2 separate regions of the Ovis aries genome follow, and region 2 is linked to region 1. A link is a contact called in public Hi-C data. All regions are on one chromosome and are shown on one strand. The core of a region is the stretch at or near the end of the contact, and the rest is flanking DNA. Distances in the headings are between cores, read along the strand shown. Region 1 holds the start of LRIG1 (leucine rich repeats and immunoglobulin like domains 1). Region 2 overlaps SLC25A26 (solute carrier family 25 member 26).

The links. A called contact is a pair of places that touch in the nucleus more often than the background predicts.
Region 2: a contact with region 1 is called in a Hi-C map of hypothalamus, with 2.8 times the contacts expected there. The contact joins the enhancer-like site here to the promoter of LRIG1 in region 1. A contact is called at or near these places in 4 of 16 Hi-C or Micro-C datasets (hypothalamus, skin fibroblasts and tail adipose tissue).

Annotation. Positions count from the first base shown.
Region 1 is chr19:35,076,753-35,080,036 of ARS-UI_Ramb_v3.0, forward strand. LRIG1 (leucine rich repeats and immunoglobulin like domains 1) reads left to right here and starts at 1,537. Exons shown (of 19, transcript XM_042235984.1): 1 at 1,537-2,356. The coding sequence starts at 2,139.
Region 2 is chr19:35,295,786-35,299,056 of ARS-UI_Ramb_v3.0, forward strand. The region is part of intron 5 of SLC25A26 (solute carrier family 25 member 26); the gene reads right to left. Among named protein-coding and RNA genes, the nearest start is that of SLC25A26, 38 kb to the right of the region's middle. Within about 2 kb of position 1,811, at least 7 of the 54 cell types and tissues checked have an H3K27ac peak or open chromatin away from gene starts, as enhancers often do. A contact at or near this core is called in hypothalamus, where this site is marked.

The sequences.
Region 1 (3,284 bases), core at 287-2,786:
GAGAAACGGAGGAGGGAATGGAGGAAGGAAGGAAAACAGGAGGCACCAGTAGCTGATAGCATAGTGAATCAGTAGAAGCTGGAGGAGGATAAGGAGGGGAAGGAGGGAACAAAAAGAAAGGAAACCAGCAACCACGTGACTACCAAGCCCAAACCCAGTTTTGGTTAAAGAAAAGAAGTTTTCTTGACTGAGGAAAATTTAACATCTCAATTAAAGCAGCCCCATAGAATGTATCAAAAATGAAGCAATACTTAAATTTTTTTTTTCTTTCTGAGGAACATCTTCCTTTCTTTTTGGTAACACAGAAGTCAGATTTAAGTTGCTGGAGCAAATGTTTTTCAACAGACACGACTCACTTAATTTTCCTGACAATGTGTGCAGTTATGTTAGAAACCTGCGTGCTCTTGGGAAGGGACATGAGACACCAGCAAACCACAACGCCGATAGGAGCAGCTATATCTTAATGTGCTAATCTTGTAACTTTTTTACTCTGTGTGAGTGTGTGTGTGTGTGTGTGTGCGCGCGCGCCCCCCTGAGCGAAGTGCGCGCCTTACTCTTTGCGCTGTCGTTAACACTTGGCTACTGCTGTCGGACCAGTAGGAGCCAAAGTTAGTAACTTGGTAAGAATTATTATTTCTCTTTTTATTCTGTCTCTTAGGAGTTCTTGATGTATAACTTCTTGAAAACTGGTTTTAAAAGGATGTGATTTAAACAAACAAAGCAACCCCTTTATATCGAAGGCTGGAGTGTTTCCAGGATAACCCTTCAGCTCACAAGGGCAGAGGTGGGGATGGGGGTGACACTGCGTACACCTTTCCGATTCGGTTTCTGCCCGCATTACACTTTCATTTTAGTAATCAAGGACATATTGCTACATTTAAGGAGTCAGGAACAAGTCAGGAGCCAAAAAGAGCTCCCGGTTGTGAGAGAGGAAGGCGGTCACCCCTAACAAAATAACTAAAGATGCCCCCAGCAGTAGATTAGTGAAGTTTTAAATCTGCATACATCTGGAAAATGGGTGTAAACTTTAAGTCGCCGGCCCTGTGTGCAGACTGGAAGGAGGGAAGAAACTTTGAGGCCAGAACGCTCCAAAGTGGGGGCAGTGCCTTCTTTACCGAAGTTTTCTCCTCCCGTACACCCAGAGGGCATACTTTTATTCCACCTCTCTCCATTGTGCATCCCCCTCCTCCATCAGTCAGTAAGTCCCCTTTAAGAGCCAGAGGCCGACTCTCCCTTTCTCCTCCCAGTCCCCCGCCCTTCACACCTTGGGTGGGAAAAGAGACTGGGGTGGGGTGGCCGGAGAGGCGGGAGGGGCGGGATCATGGTGAACGCTCCAATGGGCGTACAAACTGGCCCGCCGTGGACCCCGGCAGCCAATGAACAGCAGCCGGGGGCGGGGCGGGGCGCTGTTGCAAAGCATCCAACGTGGGCCGGCAGGAGGCCGCGGGCGGCCGAGCCCAGGGGGTGTGTGAGGGCGAGCGGCCGGGGGCGGGGCTTCGGGACCGGCCCGGGCTGGGCCGCTGGGAAGCGAGCGGCGAGAGGCTGATTGTTCGGCCGCGAGGTCTGCGGGGTTCTAGCTAAGCGGAGCGGCGTGCGGAGCCCGGGACCGCGCGGGCGCGCTCTGCCTGAGGCGCTGGGACAGCTAGGCGCACCGGGCCCTTGGAGCACTGCGGGGGTGGCCGCGTCGTCCAGCCCGGAGTCTGCATCTGGACGCTTGGAGCCGCGAGGAATATGCCTACGGGCGCAGAGCTTCTGCTGTGAACCCGAGCTCCTTGCTCGCAGCGGCGGCGGCACTTGGTGTGCGCGGGGACTCCGAAGCCCGGCCAGGAGCGTGGCGGGGGAACGAGGAGCGTCAGCCAAGCACCTTTTGCTGGGCTCCGTGGGGTTCTCAGCGAGCACGGACGGGTCGGCCCGGATGGGCGCGGGGTTCGCGGCCCCCTCCGGGCTCTGCAGAGTAGCCCAGGCACCGGGGGCCCCCTGAGCGCCAGAGTCTCTACCGCAAAGAGAACTTATGCTGGTAGCCATGCCCCGGCACTGAGCCTAGTGCGGAGCGGAGCTCCTGCAGGCCCGCCCGTGCCGGCGGTCGCCCCGGACTTTGCAGCCCCAGCACTGGGAGTTCGCTGCGCGCTCCAGACAAGATGGCGCGGCCGGTCCGCGGAGCGCTCGGGGCCCCGCGCCGCTCGCCTTGTCTTCTCCTCTGGCTGCTGCTGCTGCTTCAGCTGGAGCCCGCATCGGCCACAGCCGGCCCGCGGGCGCCCTGCGCCGCCGCCTGCGCTTGCGCTGGGGACTCTCTGGACTGCGGCGGGCGCGGGTTGGCGGCGCTGCCAGGGGACCTGCCCGCCTGGACGCGGAGTCTGTAAGTGCCGCCCTTTACGCCCTCCTCGCGCCCCGGGGGGCTGTCACTTGCGAACGGGACAGCTAGGGTGCTTCTTCGAAAAGGGGCTACACATTGAGTTGCGTGTGTGTCAGCTTTGAATGAGCTGCAAAACTGTTAGTGTGGGATTGTAGTGGTGACATGGTCCTTGGGGATCTGGAGGAGACTGCGTGCGAAGAAGTCTGGATGGGAAAAGTGTGAGTCTCGTGAGTGTGTGGAGGTGCACGAGCGTGAGTCTTTGGGGTCTTAAGGCGGGAAGTGTACCTCGTGGGGGGAAGGATGAGATCGAACGTGGGTCTTTGGGGTCTTAAGGTGAGCGAATGTGGGTCTTGAGGTTCTGGAGAAGAAAAAGTGTCGTAGGGGTCTGGAGGTGAGTGAGCGTGGCTCGTGAGGGCCATTTGGGAGTTGCTGTGTGGGTGGGAGTGTGGCGGTAAGAGGGTGAGTGAAAAGTCAGGAGGTAAGTGTGCCTGTGTGGGTGGAGAGCGGGAAACATCTGGAGGGGAGAGTGTGAGGAAGTCTGTCTAGGGGTCCGCAAGTGTTTCTTTTTCCCCTCTCCTATAATCCACCTCTCTTGTCTGAGCTGCTCGGCCTTTCAGTGGGTAATGAATGAAGGTGACTTTTGGCTCCAGTCTTCCATTTACATCATTTATTAGTGAGAGTGTGCGTAGCCGCCTCCTCATCCACCAGTCTGGTGGCCTGACTTGGCTCTGGCCCCCCGCAGAAAAGTCTGGAGGACTCCCCGAGTTGAGTTAGGGGACTCTCAGTTCCTGGAGATCTATGACTGCTGGAAGTTGGTCCTTTCCCCCCTGGTTGGCATCTTAGGGAACTGTGTTCCAGATCCTTCCTGTCTGCTCCCTAGGGAACTCCTAGGGCTTGCCGATCCAGTGCATCTTGGGGCCTACCCTGTAGC
Region 2 (3,271 bases), core at 561-3,060, 220 kb after region 1:
TTCATTCAGGGTTTTCCATATGATGTAACGGGAAAACCCGAACAAATTTCTTTGGACAACACTACACAAGTAAATTCAAGCCCAGAATTCAAACTGTAACTGTTATCACTGTATGTTCCCAGGGTAATGTGCTATAGACAACAAAACCCACAGGTAAGCACTTCCAACAGTTCTTTTACAGGACTCCCCGCAACCACAATCCTTGATTTATACATAAGCATTCGAGATTTTACCTTCACATTTGGTTTTCTTCATACACAAAGTTTTTAATATCTCTTATAAGACGGTGCTTGTTCAGTCAATAAGACAATGTACAATCCTAAGCATCTCAAGAGTAATTTCTACCCAGTGTTCACTGTGTATAAGTTGCACATAGCTGATGAAAGAGTTTCTAAATGAATAAGTTGCTATTTTCACATGTCATTTCAAAAACAGTTTTACATATGTAAAATATTCATAAGACCAACACTTAACAAGAAGTGACAAAATTAAAATAAGGGCTATTTGTAGAAGGCTCAAGAATACCAGGAAATGTGATAAGAAAAGACAAGGAGAAAATTAAACTCACTGGAAGTGCAGAAAGTTCAGACGGCAGAAAATCACTAACTGGTCTGGGAATTAAGTTAGGACTTCGTAATTCTTGCCACATACATCTCAGTCTGGGCATCTGATGGAGATTTTAAATATCTAAGTATTTAGAACTAGTCTACTTCTGAAATGTGTGATTAAGTACTTGATTTGTATTCGCTGAATACTTTCTGAGTGTGCTGTACGTCAAGGACTCCTCTAGGTGTTGGACTTACAGTAGGGAAGAAAACACGCAGGAAGCACTTGCTCTCAAAAGAGAGTATCTTCCAGTGAAGAGAGGAAGGAAGAAGAACAGCAGCAAATTCATAAATAAGAAATGGTGCCTGCCAGGGTACCAAGTAACCGGGCAGGGTTTTGGCAGGTGTATATGTAAGCTGGCGTGGTCACATCAGGCCCCTCAGAGAAGGGGCACGTGAAGTGACGCCTGAATGTGAGAACGAATCATGCAGACATACGGAATACTGGGCACCTACAAGCCACTATTCACCATGAACATCTCTATCAACACGGAGTCTCCATTTACGTCCTCTGATTAACTTTTCATGTCATGGAAACCTTTAGCCACTGAGAACTTATTTTTCCCAAACTCCTGACACTAATGTCTACTTAAAGGTTTAAAAATGAGCAAAAATAAAAAATATAGAGTATTGAATTTTAAATATATGATTTTCTTCTCCTGAAAAATTTGTCTGTGTATAAAATGCAAAATACATAGCTCACCACAGGGCTTAATGTCATGAGCGTTCAAGTCCTCAGTTTCCTCCCTTACTGGATGCGAGACTCTGGGCGAACCACAGCCTTGCTAAGCCTCAGTTTCCACAAAGAATGAATCGTGTTTTGGGTTAGTGTAAGGGTATGCGAGGGTATGTTAAGAATGTAGCACGGAAACATTGTAAATACTTGGTCAGCGTTAGCTATTACTTCAAATATCACTATAGGTATTCTGAGATCTTCACTTTAAAATAAAAAATGTATGAAAAATAAGTAATTCTGAAGTAAAGTCCATCTCCAGATTAAAGATTACAGACTGACCAATGATTTTAGAAGAAGAGCTTCCACACTATGCTCACCAAAAAAAAGGTGACAGAAAAAAAGAACAGATTTCAAAATTTACAAAGTAGAATTAAATGTCCAAAAATCTGTAGTCCAGACGTGATCTGAATGTGAACAACAGGATCCCCAACTGGAGTCACGGGTACATGAGACTGTTTCCCTTCTGAAGCAACTCAGTTTGAACTACAATAGAGAGAACAGAGCAGATGTTGCAGGCTGGTGACTCAGCATCTGTAGTCCCAACACCCTCTGTGCCTGCCTTTATCTACGACACCGAAAAACCACAATGTATACAAACATCTCAATGCCCATGCAACTCAGGAGAGCTTTAGACACCTGGCCCAAGAAACCTTTGTCTTCTAAGTAAACAGAGTGACAGATAACACCCCCTGCCCTTCCCACTTCATGCTTGGACAAGGGCCACGGGCCCAAAAGTGCAGCAGCCATTCTATAATCATGAGTAATTCTGCCAGAGTACTAGGGTTCCGCAAGCAGAATGAAGAGAGCCTGGTTCCTAGATGTCCATCATTTAACCAGTACACCAGCGTTAGAGGGACCATCTCCAGATTTCTTGTAAGAGAAAAAAATTTGTTTTAGGGACAACCATATTTTAGTTCAGCCACTGTAGTCAGCCCCTCTGTTCTTTACAATCACTCTGCCATCTAAATTAACACAAATGTGAAGAGACAGGATATTTCACATGAGATGAAAAAGCACAAACACCCTAGACACAGCTATTTCAATATTATGGTATATGATGCTAACGTTTAAAGAGAAGAAATAGTTTCCACCTTTAAAAGGAAGAGAGAGTTTCCACCTTTATTCAACAGCTTTTCTTACATTTCCACTGAAGATTCATGCTATTAATTTACTTCTCCGGAAGCTCTACAGACATGAACGGGTATCCCTTCCAGACAACACGGCCACCATGCAACAATGGAATATGTAGCCCTTTCAAAACTGTACAGTGCAAATGAAATTTGTCCTAAGAACGAGAAAAGTAAATAGCAGCTGGTTTCATGTAAACAAAACACGAGAAAATATGCACTGAGGGGCTAAAGTAATCTTTCTACATTAAGATAATTTTACAAAATTGTTCTTTCTAAAACTTTGTTTATTTAAGAGATGATGAAAAACTGTAGGCTGAAATCCGTATTTGAGGAGTAACAAGTTTACTCTCTGGATTAAAGAATGAAGTACTGTTCATTCCTCATAGACCATCTCTACGGTAAAGTTACACTAAAGTAAATGTAATTAGGTGACTCATTTTATAAACCGCTTGTGATTAAAGGCAGTATTTCATTTTCATTTGTTTAATATTCCCATTAATAAGAATGTCTCATTACACATTTACTGAAAGCCTCAACAATAAAACAATGGACAGATTCCAAGAGCAAACGGACTTTTTTTTTCTTTTCCCATGAAGCTAACATTATGGAATTTTAACAGATGTTCTATTTGGTCATAGTTAATAAAATGAATTATGTAGGATTAAAACAAGGTTCAATATGTTTGCATTGGATTTTAACTGAAAAACAATTTCACATTAAAAGTTCAGGGGAAAAAAAAGTTTGGAAAGATTTACAATCACTTTTTCCCCTTTAAAGTGAATTATTAAAGATGTAGGGGA